Regions from separate parts of the Pan troglodytes genome. Here region 2 is linked to region 1. Evidence: chromatin contacts called from public Hi-C data. All regions are on one chromosome and are shown on one strand. The core of a region is the stretch at or near the end of the contact, and the rest is flanking DNA. Distances in the headings are between cores, read along the strand shown. Region 1 holds the start of PRDM16 (PR/SET domain 16). Region 2 holds the start of HES5 (hes family bHLH transcription factor 5).

The links. Hi-C and Micro-C count contacts between places; a contact is called where the count stands out from the background.
Region 2: a contact with region 1 is called in a Hi-C map of induced pluripotent stem cells, with 1.7 times the contacts expected there. The contact joins the promoter of HES5 here to the promoter of PRDM16 in region 1. A contact is called at or near these places in 2 of 7 Hi-C or Micro-C datasets (induced pluripotent stem cells and stem cell-derived neural progenitor cells).

The regions. Positions count from the first base shown.
Region 1 is chr1:229,020,204-229,026,832 of NHGRI_mPanTro3-v2.0_pri, reverse strand. PRDM16 (PR/SET domain 16) reads left to right here and starts at 3,099. Exons shown (of 17, transcript XM_016952782.4): 1 at 3,099-3,182. The coding sequence starts at 3,146. LOC748078 (a long non-coding RNA gene) reads right to left here and starts at 4,398. Exons shown (of 6, transcript XR_001717380.4): 1 at 4,100-4,398; 2 at 2,110-2,859; 3 at 1,225-1,936.
Region 2 is chr1:229,454,048-229,460,676 of NHGRI_mPanTro3-v2.0_pri, reverse strand. HES5 (hes family bHLH transcription factor 5) reads right to left here and starts at 4,274. Exons shown (of 3, transcript XM_524847.6): 1 at 4,122-4,274; 2 at 3,857-4,022; 3 at 2,620-3,760. The coding sequence starts at 4,175. The coding sequence ends at 3,483. PANK4 (pantothenate kinase 4 (inactive)) reads right to left here and starts at 944. Exons shown (of 19, transcript XM_524846.7): 1 at 472-944. The coding sequence starts at 619.

The DNA.
Region 1 (6,629 bases), core at 1,850-4,349:
TCTGCAGAGCTAGACTTGGTTTGAAAATTGCCCTTAGACCTTTTAGTATCAACCTTTTCCCCACTGGGCCTACATTTGCCCTATCTGTTCTCCAAGCCCCCCAAAGCCCTTGCCAGGCAGGGACACAGAACTGGGCCCCAGGGAGGACTTGCATCTGATCTTCCCTGCTTCACCCTTTTTCCCCACGGGACTCCTCAATGCCTGACCTGCTCTCCGCTTCTAAGTCTGGCCACGCGGGGGCAGGGCCTGGCCAGGCCAGGATGCAACCTCGGCCAGGGCCATGGCCTTGGGGACAGCCTGCCTGGGCTCCTCAAGCAGGCTGGGGAGACACTGCCCCACTGGAGCCAGGGCTGCGTCAGTGCCTTGCAGGTAGGCAGCCCGGCTGTCTCCCTGGCGAGGCTTGACCGGCAGCTACCCCTTCCCAGGCAGATCCATGACCCCATCCCTACCCAACAGCCTGGTGGAGGGCAAGGACCAGATGGCACAGACCAGCTTGCTCCCATACCTCCTGCCCTTCTTCCCTAGGGGCTGGCAACAGGCCAGGGATGGCTGTCCTGTCCTAGCCTGACCAGGGTTCTGAGAACCACCTCCTGAGCTGGAGGAGGAGGCAGGGAGAGGGCCTGAGAGAGTTGGGGCACCCGTAGAAGAAGGCCAGGACTGCACAACCTTGGCATCTGTTGGCTACCTCCAGGCCAGGGGCAAAGGAGGTCTTTGCTGGGCTGCAGGGTGAGGGTGGGGAAGGGACCCTCTCTGCAGGTGGGAGTGGTTCGCAGGCACCATAGTAACTTCCCCAGGCCTCCTCCCAAACCTGCGGAGGCTTCAGGCAGGAGCAAGGGGGACCTGGGTGCAGAGATATGGGAGTGACCTTGAGTCCTTTCTAGCCAGCAGCTCCAGCCAGGTTGGGCCCACCGTTGGGAACCTGCCCTTGGTGGGGTTTAGGCAAGACAGCGCCCGTGTTCCTGGGCTCCAGCACCTCCCACCCACTGGGGTGAGCAGGTTCAGAACTGGCCTTGGCCGTGCAAAGCTGCAGCGGTGCCCTAGTTGGCTAGGCAGATCAAGACCTCCAGAGCCGGGCCTGTAAACTGAGCTGTTCTCTGCCCCAACCCCTGTAGAAAGATGGTCAGGGTGTGGGGAGGGTGGGTAAAGGGGTCGACAGACCCTCGAAAGGACGGCAGGGAATGGGGCTGTGCCATTGCTCATGGCCCTTCTCTAGGCGACACTCACCTGGTGCCAGAAACAGCGGAGGTAGCGGCCAGTGAGCGCTTCCTCCATCCGGGGCTCGGGCGGCGAGCTGGCTGCAAGACTGGGCACCCTGGAGTCGTGGGAGCCTTGGGAGCCGAATCTGGGTTCGAATCTGAGCAGGGAAGCGGTGCCGACCGCGGAGGATCCAAGGCAGAAGGCCCAGCGCACCGCCGCCGCCAGCTCCTGCCCAACCCGGCTCCGCTGGGCTTTTCCTCTGGGGTGGCGCCGGCCCCGCGCCCCTCCCCATCCGGGGCGCCTCTGCTAGGACACCGGGGTCTCGGGGTTTCTCAGGGCTGCTGCGTTTCACCTCCTTTAACGCGGAGGCGCGGAGTTGCACGTGTGGGTCTCAGTGGAGCCGCCACAGGTCTCATTACACAACAAAGGGCAGGGAGGGCACGGCCAGGAGCCTCGCGGGGCGGCGCAGAGACCCCGCATCGCGGGCGCGACCCCTGCCTCGGGCTCAGGCTGACTCTGCGGCAGCTCCAAGTCCCGTTGCCGGGCAGGACTTCGGTGCTCCGGAAGGGTGCGGGGCAGCAACCTGGCCAGGGCAGCGCCTCGGTTTTCTTCCAATTCATTCTCGATTCCCAGATACTCAGATGAGAAATCCGCACTCAGGCCGTCAGGCTCCTGGGCCCGGGCCACCCTGCCTGCGCTCAGCCCGGCCCCTCCACCGCAGCGCCTCGGAGTTTGGGGACTACAGGGGAAGAGGAAGCGTCTGGTCGGCTCCCGTCCGAGCTGCTCCACCTGCGCCGCCGGCCTTTCCGCCCGCTACGCACCTGGGCCCCGAGAGGCCAGAGGGGAGTGTCCCCAGAGGCTCGGGTCCCCGAAGGTGGCCCAGCTCGGGCGCTCGCGCAGCCGGGTACTCACCTTGGGGGCGCGGCGGCAGGAGAGCGCGGGCGGAGAGGTGCGGGCGCCCTGGGACGACCAGCCGAGGACGCCTGGTGTTTGGACGGCTGCCCCCGCGCTGTCCCCCCGTGCGAGGCGTGTTGGCCTCCGTGGCCTCGCGAGGGACCGAGGGCGGCGGGTCCGAGTGCCGCCCGCCGGCCTGGGCAGTGGCGGAGCGCGGAGCTGGCGGCGCCTCCGCTGTTGTTTTTGAGCCGCGAAGCCCGAAGCAGCAGCCGTTGGGTGGGGGCGAAGGGGAGGAGGCGGGGGCCGGGAGGCCCGAGGGGGGCGGTGGGGCCCGGAGGGGGCTTCGGAGGAGCCGGGTTCTGGCGCGCGAGCCCCGACGCCCCCTCCAGCGATCGCAGGGCGGGGACGGGGGCCGAGGGGAGAATGCAGGAGAAAAGCGGGCCGGGGCGACGGGGAACGCAAAGCTTTTAAATTAGTAATCAAACGCAGTAAAACGGAGCAAAACCAGCCCGGACTCGCGTCCGAACTATCGGCGCGTGTGCCCCGAGATCCAAGGAAGTCGTGTGGAAAACCGCAGCCGCCGCCCCATCTTCGGCCCCGGCTGGGGCGGGAGCAGCAGCGCGACGCGCCGCGACGCAGGGGCAGGGTGGGGGGATAGTCACCTCGCCTCCGGGGCCACCTGGGTCCTTTTAAAGTGTCCGGGGTGCGGGCCCCGGGCGGGAGCGCCGAACACGGAATGTTTTCTTAAAGGGCCAGTTCCGAGCTGCGCTGAAAAGGGGGGGGGAGAGGGGGGAGAGATAAGTGAGACGAAGACCGAGAAGGCCGAGGAGAGCCCCCCAATCCCGCGCCGAGGCGGCGGCGGCGGCGGCGGCGGCGCGACGATGAGGATGATGAATACATTGCAAAGTTTTTTTGGCCCCGGCGAGGGGTGTCAGATTGAGTGCTCTGTGCGCATGTGCGAAGGTGTCCAAACTGACAATGCTGGGGAGATGAAGATAGTGTGTGGCTGCTTCTGGACTCAAGGAGGAGGAGAGAGATTCCGCGAGCCGACACCATGCGATCCAAGGCGAGGGCGAGGAAGCTAGCCAAAAGTAAGTCTCCCGCGCTCGGCCGCGCCGCGCCGCCGGGGCCGGGGCCGCCGGGCCGGGGCGCCCGGGCCAGGGGTGCGCGTCGGGGCGCGGCCGGCGCGCCTGCGGCTCCGGGCCCCCGGCTCGGCCGCGCGGCCCGGGGGGCTGCTCCGCCTCCCGCGCTCCGGGGCGACCGGGCTCGGCGCGGAGGCTCGGGGCGCCCGGGCCGCGCGCTCCCCGAAGGCGCCGGCCCCCTCCCCGCGGAACCCCCTCCCCCCCCACCAGTGTCAGGCGCTCGGGCCCGGGAACCCGAGGCGCGCGGTGGGGGCCGGGGAGGGGGGCGGAGGGGGAGGGCCGGGGGTGGAGGGGAGCGAAAAGTGAAAGTTAGCGAAAAGTTGACGAAAGGGGAGAGCAACTTTTTCCTCCCCGCTCGCTCTCTCCCTCTCTCTCTCCGAGTGGCTCTCAGTCCTGGTCAAATCATATTCCGGGCTTTTGAAATAGTGGGCGCTAGAGCACCGCCTTTGGCGTCCGCCAGCCGGGCGCAGAGGAGGGAGACCCCGAGCCGGGGAGGGGCGGAGGAGGGGGCGCGGGCCGGCGCCCACCCGGCTCCGCGGGCGCAGGGGCAGGGGTGGCGACGGCGGGACAGCCGCAGCCACTTGGGGAGCAAAATGGAGACTTTTGCCCGGGCTAGGAACTGTGGTCGTGAAGTTTATCCCCGGCTGTGCCCCGCGTGGTGGAGGGCGCTCCTCTGGGACGCCGGCAGCCTGCGCGGGCCGCCGGGGCGACCGTGCCTCCGACAGGAGGGACCCACCCGGCCACCTCCCGACCCGCCGCTGCCGCCCTCGGGCCCGCGTGGACCCCTCTGTACCCGCTTGCCTGGCACAGCCGGGCCCGGCGGGGACAGAGCTGCCCCGGCCAGACTGCCCGGTCCCCGGTCTTACTTTCTCTTTCGCTCCGTCTCGGCCGAGCCCCGGGCTCCGCGCGCCCCGCCTGCCGCCAGCCGGTCCTTGCCGCGGGCCGGGTGCTCCAGCCACCCGCGCCCTCGCCCGCCACAGCGCCTCCGAGCAGCCCGCGCGCACCCCGCAGCCCCTGTCGCCGGCGCCATCCGCGGTGAGGCGGGCGGGCAGGTGAGGACAGGCGGCGCCGCGGCCCGGCCAGCGCGGCTCCCGCAGCCCCGCCGAAGCCCCGGGTGCAGCGAAGCGGCCAGCGCCGCGCGGAGCGGAATCGGCGCCGCCTGCTCCCGCCGCCCCCTCCTCTGCAGGCCGCCCGCCCGCCCACCCGCAGAAGAGGCGCCCGGGCCGCTCCCCTCGAGGTCCCCGCCCGACCCACGCCGTTCCGTCCGCGCCTCCGGGGCCGGGTCCCTCCAGTCCGGCCTCGCAGCTCCCGGGGCCGAGCCCCCAAACGTGAGCCGGGTGCGCGCGGGACTCGCGGCGGTTTTCCGAAGCTCCGCTCCCTCGGCTCGGGGCCCGCCCGGCTCGTCCCAACAGCTGCCCCGCGGCCGTAGGCCCCGCGCTCTGTGCACCAGGGAAAAGCAGCTCCCGAGTTTGTGCCGGACGCTCCTGCGCCCCGCCATCGGCCGTTCCCGGCCCCTGGGTGAGGCGCCCCCTTCCCGCCGCGCTCCGCTGCCGGGTGCCCTCGGCCTCGGCCTCCCGTGACCTCTGACCCCTCTTGGTGCGAACAAGACCGGGCGTTTCGCCGCCGACGCGAAGGGGCTGTCTGTGCGCGGCGTTGCGGGCCCTCCGCGCGTGGGGTGTGCGTGTGCGTGTTCGGGTTCGGTTCTGTGTGTGCACCGCGGGCCTGCTCAGAGTCGGGACCACGGGGCTGCGTGTGGGCCGCCAGGTCAGGCCCTCGCCCAGGATGGGCCCTAAGCTGGAGCGAGAAAGGGGAAACCGGCCGCGCTGACGCCGGGGCCTTCGCTGCAAGCGAGAGGCGGACTCGGCGCACCCGCGCGGCCCTGGAAACTTCCGAGAGGCCCCAGCTCTCCGCCGGCTCCACCTCTGCCAGGTGGGGAAGGTGGCCCGGGACCGGGTCCGCTCAGGACCAGAACTGGTGCCTGGCAGCCATCTGGCCAGGAGGCCGGAGAGCCGGGCCCAGCGGGAGCGCCGAGCGCTGGCTTCCTTTTCCCGAGAGTCTTTAGTGAGGAAAAACCCCATGAGAGGTGACTGCCAGGCCTCGGCCCTCTGTCCACACTTGGCCGAGCGCTGGGAACCCCTCCTTCCAGGCTCCACAGCTGGGACCGCTTGTCCCAGGCCCCCCAAGGTGGCTGAGGCAGGTTCAGGATCACACTGCCTGCCCTGAGCAAGGCAGGATCCGCTGAAGAATTGCACTTCATCAGGCGATATTTTAAGCAGATGTGAACTTCCCCGGGGACCATAGTCCATTACCCGAGTCAGAGGCGGTAGGGCCAGCACTCCAGCCAGCAGGTCCTCCCCTCCCCACAATGCTGACCAGGTCAGGGGACTGTGGGGTGGGGCAGGGGCAAGGTCATGGTTACCAGGTTGGTATTCAGGCTGGGCACAGAACAGCAACCAGGCCAGTGGAGGTGACCCCATGACCCAGCATTTCGGGGGCCACCGCCGAGTGTGCATCTGGAGGTGTAATTTCGTTTGTGTTTCCCTGGAGACCCCACTCCAAGCCTCAGTTCAGGTGGGTTACTCCTCTGGGTTGGGTCTTGTGAAGGGCCGAATGGTGGCGGCTCCGGGGGTGACCCGGGCTTCCAGCTGAGCTTTCCAAGGACAGAGGTGGCCACTGGGGCACCCAAGCCGGGGCTGTGGCTCAGCTGATGGGAAACCTACAGCCTCCTCCACCTGAGCCTGGGGGCCAGGAACAGAGTGAGGACAGTTCAGGGACAGGGTCCCCCCTACTGAAGCCAGGGCGGTAGGGCCGGTGGGGTAGGGGCTGCTGCAGCCCCACATTTACAAACTCAATGCTTAACAAAAGCTTATTGTTTCCAGGGCTGTTGTGAGCCAGGTGGGCAAGTGGGGGGTTAGCACCACCAAGGTGCCCTCTGGATCACCATCGCCCTCATAGCACAGCTGGGGGCCTCTGTGCAGGAGGAGGATGTGCCAGTCGGCACCCCCATCAGAGCTGCTCCTTGAGGCCTGATCCCCACCTAGGTGGCAGACCCCATGTCCTAGATGCCACATACCCCAGGGCTGGGGGAGTGTCCTCTCCACAAGTCCCATCTAGCCCCTGGGGTGGGGGAGCTGCAGCCCCCACTAGATGGGGACTGTGTGTGTCTTGCTCGTGTTTGAGGGTGATGCGTGTGGAAGGTGTGCTGGAGACAGGGTAGAGGTAAGCGGGGCTGGAGGCCCAGTTCACAGCCTCCTTCCTTCTTCGTAGAAACAGGCCAGGCTGGCTGGGCCCTCCCTTCTCCCACCCTCCCTGGGGAAGTTGGCCCCTTCCACCAGTCCCCTCCCCAGAGCCAGGACGGCAGCCTTCCCTCTGAAGGCCGGTTAGGGCAGCAGCGCC
Region 2 (6,629 bases), core at 3,025-5,524, 430 kb before region 1:
TCTGCCAAGGGCTTCCCGCCGAACTCGTCCTCGTCTCGACCGGAACTAAGGACCCCAAATCTCAGGCCAGCCACCAGCCAAGCGGCGGAGCCGGGGCGCCCAGATGCCGATGTGGCCGAAGACATAAAATTCCGCCGACCCTCCCACCTCGCGGCGGGTAACGCTGGACCCCGGCCCCCAGCCACCCATGACGGCCGCGCGAACTACCAGGCCCGGCAGGCCCCGCTTTGGTCCCTGCGGCGCCTGCCGGTAGCTGTAGTCCGGCCGTCGCCCCGAGCCCGCGCATCAGCGCCCCTGCGGACTACAAGGCCCGTGAGGCTGTGCGCGGGCCCGCGGACTACAAGGCCCGTGAGGCTGTGCGCGAGGCCCGCGCCCTCGCCCTTCGTCCTTCTCACCGCCCCCGCTCGCCGGCCCACCGCCGGCGCCCCGCCCGCCCCCGCAGCCCGCGCCCGGCGCCCGGCCTGCGGCTACCTATGTCGATGGCGAAGCGCTTGGCGTTCTCCAGGTTGCGGAAGATCTCGTCGGGGGGCAGCGTGATGCTCTTGTCCAGACTGTCCCCGCTGCTCCCGCTGCCGCTCGCTCCACACTCCGCCATTTTGAAAGTGCCCGGCCAGCTCATCAGCCATGGAGATATATGCGCATATATTTGACTGCCAAACGCCCCCTCGCATAGATTATGTTAATGAGGCGCCGGCCCCGCCCCTCCCCCCCCCCCCCCCCCCCCCGGCCTCTGAGGTCTCGGCCGCTACAGGGCGAGCTAGGGCCAGTGCTGGGCAGGGGTCCGAGAGGCCCGAGGCTGCGGGCGGGCGGGCGGTTATCCTCCAGAGATCGCGCATCAGCACAGAACATCTGGACTGATGTTCTTTTACCGCGCTGTCCACAGGCTTAACTCAAGTGCTCTGAGCCCTGCTGAGGGAGGCCGCAGAGGCCGCCCACCTGCTTCTAAGGGGGCACGTGGGTCTGCAGACTGTCAGAGAGCCCTGCCCTTCAGCGAGTGCCTGCTGTAAGCTTGGCCCTACACGCCAGGGCGAATGTGATGCGGTCTTTGCTAGGGTGACTCAATCCTGGCTTCCCAGGGGCGTGGGACTTTCAATGTTAAAAGTCCCGTGCAAACCAGAGGAGTGGGGAACCCTGCCCCACCTGGGAGGAGCCCCAGCCTGGCATGCACCTGCGGGTAGGGAAGATGTGTGCTGTAATGGCGATCCGTGGAAAGTGCTGTGGTCGGGGGAAGCCAGGCAGGCTGCCTGCGGGCAAGACAGGTGCCTGGGAGGCTGCAGGAACAAGCCTTGGAAGCAGCTGGAGCCAGGACAGGGGTATAGGTGGGGCAGGCCAGGGTTCCAGGGTGAGTGGCTGGGAAGCCCTGCTGGCATGAAGAGATGCGTCTTCTCCAGAGGCTCTGGGCGCCTTGGGAAAAAGCCCAGTGTTGGAGGCAGACAGATCAGCCCCTCCCGGGTAACCCGGGGTCATTACTGCATGTCTCTGGCCCTCAGCCTCTGTCTGCACGTGGAGAATGCCACCAGCTGCCTGGCAGGGCTCCTGGGAGCACAGGCCTATGGGGCGGCACAAACTCCAGGGATAATGCATCTGTGTGCGCAGGGCAAGCCTTCAGGGAGGAGGCATCCTTGCCTGTGTCTTCCAAGGGGGTGGGTGTGTGGCTCTGGAGGGGGAGCCTGCCCCAGGGAGGCCTGGGTGGAAGAGTGGAGCACACCCCAGGCGGCTTAGACCTCTGGCAGCTCAGATCCCTGGCAGCATGGTGTGCCATGGGCCAGCCTGGCAGGAGGTGCCCTCCATGAGGGGCGCCCACCTGTGTGCCCACTGAACATGCGGGAAACATGCAGGCGAATGGGGGCCTTCCCTGTCCTCTGCCCACCATACCCCGGGGCTCGGTAGGGACCACTGGCAGGCACTGGGTTGGTCTGGTGGGGGGACCCTGTCTAGACTGCCTGTGGAGTAGCCAGAAAGGGGCTGAAGGCTGAGCGGAGTGAGAGGGGCTGAGCAGGAAGGAGCAGGCAGGGCAGGCCCACACGCGGGGCTGCCATTCAGCAGGGGTGGGAATGCGGCCCACTCCGGCCCAATCCTTGCTGGATGGATTTTGCCCCTTGGGAGCTGGTCCCTGGGAGCCATAGGCCTCAGTGCTTGCAGACTCAGCCAACACCCTGTGGCCTGCCTAAAAATAAATGCCCTTTCTGAGGCAAGGGATGGCCCCGCGCAGGCTCCTGCCAGGACTGCCAGATCCTGCCTTGGCACGGTGGCCAGCGGGCAGGTGTCCCCGGAGCCCATGCCAGGACTGGCGCTGCAGGCCGTGGGAGTGTGCAGCAGCAACTCGGGGCAGATGTTTTCTCCTGTTTGGCCCATGGCCAAGCCCCTTTGGCTGTAGCAACAGATCTACTGCGGGCTGTGGCCCTGGGTCGCCTCTCAGTGGACACAGCCTAAGGTTCTGTGCTGTCACCTTGCCCCACCCCTACCTTCCGGAAGCTAGTGAAAGCCCTGGGTGGGGGGAGACCCAGGGCTCCGACCATGTCCACCCCTCCAGCCCACCTCCCCCTGCCCCTGCCCCTCACCTGCTTTCTCTCCATCCCTCCCTCTCCCTGTTCTTCCGGAGCAAGGACCCACCCTTCTTCCGGGGTCCAGGGGGCCACTGGCAGGGGTCCCTCCCTGCTTAACTGCTACCATGGCCCTGCCCATTCCCCTTCACCCCTGCAGACCCGCTCCGTGGCTGCCAAGGACAGGTGTGAGGCACAGCAGACGACAGACTGTGTTGGGGGCTGAACAATCAGATTTTATTATAGCGGCTTCAGAGCAGTCCCGTGGCTTCCACGTGACTGAGAGTTCAATTTCTGAGTACAAAGTCGTGCCCACACGCATCCACCCACACAGAGGAATCCTTTAAGGATCATAGTGGAGGCACCCACCCTCCCCAGACAGCCCACCATGAGCCCCAGCCAGACCACCAGGCACACTCAGGAGCCTTTTGGCCATGGCCCTCAGGGTCCTGGACGCCCGTCCGGGGTGATCACTGTTTCCTATGAGGATACAGCTCGAGTTCGGCCTTCACAAAAGGCAAATGTGCCCGCGGCACAACCCGCCTGCCAGGGGTACGCCCAGCAGCTACGGGCCCTGAAGAAAGTCCTCTACAGGCTGGGGGTAGCAGTGTGCGAGCCCCGGCACTACAAATATCATAGAACCCCGGGCGGCCGGGGACTTCCCAGAAGTCACTTGCTTAAATGCAAACACAGAACAACCCCATGGGGTCAGACACTTGGCAGAAGATGGGCCCTGATTGTCCTAAAACGGCAGGGACTCTGCACACACATTCTCTGAGAATGGGGCTCCTGCGGGCCGGCCAGCTTGGGGCCAGAGCCTTCCGGAGAAGGGCGCGTCCAAGCCCGGGGCGGACGACGGCGGGAAGGCGCTTCCCTACAGGCGAGAGGAGCAGGCTCGCCCTCTGGTCGTCGGGCCGCGCGCCCGCAGGTCCCGCCGGGTCACCAGGGCCGCCAGAGGCCGCAGGCGGGCTGGTGCGCGGCGGCGGCGGCGGTGGCCTTGGCGGAGAGCGCGGGCGGGGGCGCGGCGCCCGGCGCCTTGGGCTCCTTGGCGGGCGCGGCGGGCGCGGCCGGGGGCCGCTGGAAGTGGTACAGCAGCTTCATCTGCGTGTCGCTGGCGGCGTGGAGCGTCAGGAACTGCACGGCCTCCTGCAGGCACCACGAGTAGCCTTCGCTGTAGTCCTGGTGCAGGCTCTTGGGGCCGGCGGCGGCGACGAAGGCTGCGGGGAGACGCGGCGGCGGTGAGCGGGCGGCGGGGCGCGGGGGAGCCGGGGCGCGGTGGGAACTCGGGGCGCGGGGGGCCCGGGCGCGCTCACCTTTGCTGTGCTTCAGGTAGCTGACAGCCATCTCCAGGATGTCGGCCTTCTCCAGCTTGGAGTTGGGCTGGTGCCGCGCGAACTCCTGCTCCAGCAGCAGCTTCAGCTGCTCGATGCTGCTGTTGATGCGGTCGCGGCGCATCTTCTCCACCACCGGCTTCCGCAGCTGCGGGAGGAGGGGGTGTCAGGCTGGCCCGGCACGGCGCAGGGACCCCCGAGGACCGGAGGCCTCGGGGACAGCGCGCCGGGCGAGCCTGGTACTTACTCGGTTTTTCTCTTTGGGGCTGAGCAGCTCCACGGCCACAGTGCTGGGGGCCATGCCTGGCGCGGAACAGGCGAGGAGGCGACGCGGGGAGGCCGGGCGAGACGAGGCGAGCGGGCGCGGGCAGGGCCAAGCGCGTCCCGGGCTGGCGCGGACACCGGCCCCGCGCGCCGACGCCCTATATAGGCGCGGGCGGCGGCCTGGCGCCTGGAGTCCGGGCGCCGCGGCCGTTCCCACACTCCGCGGCCAATGGCCGCGCGGGCCGCACAAAGGCGCCGGCCCATTAGCGCACGCTAAATTGCCTGTGAATTGGCGCGGGCACAATGGGCGCTCCCCAAGGAGCAGGTGGGCCGCGCGGCACAATGTCCGGGCTGTGGGAACGCGCTCGCCCTCATTAGCATCCCGGGGCCTGATGCCGGGAGCCCCGCGCCTCAATATGCTGCCTTTACCCAGGCCACCAAGTGGGGAGGGGGGCAGGAAGGAGGGCCCCCTCCCCCGCCCTCCCCTCCGCTCCCCTCCCCTGCCTCTCCCCAGCGGCTCCCCACTGCTGGCTGGCAGAGGCCGTAGGCACAGATAAGGGAAAAGCTGTAGAATGAACAAGTGCCACGGCTTCCTGGGGGATGGGCACCTTCCCTGACTGGGACCTGCTGCCCCTCCAGGGGAGGGGGACAGAGGGGGCCACGCTCTTAGGATCAGTCCTACGTGTCTATATTACAAGCCCCCTGACTGTCACCTGGGACTCCTGACTTCTCCAGACCTAGAAAACGGGCCTTGTGCCTTCCTGGCTGGGCTCCAGGCAGCTCCAGGAAGCTGGGGCCCGTGCTCCACGTGGAGCCCGGCACCCGGCAGCTCTCCCCGCTTCCTGCACCCTGTCCTCCCAGGAGCACTGTAACCCACAGCAGCACTGGGGCTGCTCCACGAGCTGGCAGGTGTCCCTCAGGGGCCTCTCCCCACCCCTATCTGGCCAGGGATCTGACTACAGTGTCCACGCAGCTCGGGAGGCCTCGGCTCTTGGCACGCTTGCTGTGGCCACTGTTTATGCATGCCACAGCTCCACCTAGTCTCTCTGGCAGCCAGGGCACTTGTAGGGTTTGCTTTCCTCCGGCATTTTGCCAGTGGGTAGGGAGTGGGTGCCAGGTGGCAGGCTTGAGGATCAGAGGCCATGCCAGCCCTAGCCCCCTGCCCCCAACCACCGGTCCACGGGATGAGCTAATAACCCCGGTACCTGGCCAACTGAGCTGAGTGCCCGCAGCCACTTTGGGGCAATGAATCCCACCCTGGGTCCTTAGGGGAGGGTCCCTTGGGAGACCCCCACCCCCTAGCCTGCGGTCACAGTTCCTCAAATGCTCTGCAGCAGAGACTAGGAGAGGATTCGGGGCCTGGGCTGGCTCCTAGAGACAGGTTGGGACCCTGCCGGGTCCTAGCAGAAGGGCCTTAGCCCCCAGAGCTGGGGCTGGCATCAGGGCTGGTTAGGCAGAGTTTGAATCCAGGAGTGGGGTTCCCTGGCCAGCTGGCAGGGTCCAATGAGGAGCCTTCCCCGGAGGCTCTCGGCAGTGACCCCCGGCTCTGAGTGACCCGCTTGGTGGGCCTAGCTCCAGGAGGTCCTCAGCACAAGGATGGACGGTCCAGGGGGCAGCCAGGACAGTGCTGGGACAGCAGGGGAAGACAGGACTTCAAGCCAATGCAGGGTGGCCCTCCCACAGGCCAGCTGGACGCCATTGTGAAGGGTTAGGCTGGGAGGCTCCCAGGCGGAAACAGGTGACTTTGGAGGTGGCAGGAAGGGAGCCCCTATTCACCCTCGTACCCCCGCAGGACTCCCACAACACCTCCCTTGAAGGGGACTCATGCTCCAGGCTGTCAGAGGGAGGCGGTGACACTGGGGGCTGGGACTGCTGGGGGCTCATCTCTGAGCAGGTGGGGTCCCACCACAACACTCTGGCCCTTGTTGGATGCAGGAGGGCAACCTGTGTGGGGGTGTCCAGGCCACGCGCTCACGCCATGGCTCCCACAGCTCTGGGCATTGATGGCGGCTGGCACTGGCTATGGGCTGTGGACTCCCGGCTACACAGGGGATCTGCTTGTGTTCAGTGGAGCTATTTCGCAGCTGAAGTGGGGTTCATGCTGGCGGCAGTCACATTGTGGCATGTCCCTTGCCTATGGGCTCCCTGGGGTGGGACTGGGGGTGGGGAGGGCAGGACGAGGTAGTCACCCGTGTGCCCGTGACCTATACGCTGCTGGTCCAGCGGCCACATCAAGGAGGTGCTTAGCCAGGGGCTAGGGGTGCGGGAGCACAGGCAGGTGGCCCCAGCCCAGGCAGGCCCTGGCCACCACCTCCGCCAGCAGGAAACGGAACCTGAGCCACGTGTGCCCTGACCACCCAGCTGCTGGCAGCGGGGACAGGGCCTGTGCCCAGATATGGGGGTGGCACTGAGGCCAGGCCCTGCTCCCGCAGGCTTTGGAGCGGCAGGTGGCTGGGGCTTGTGTCCTGTCCTGGTCCCTTCCCCTGAGCCA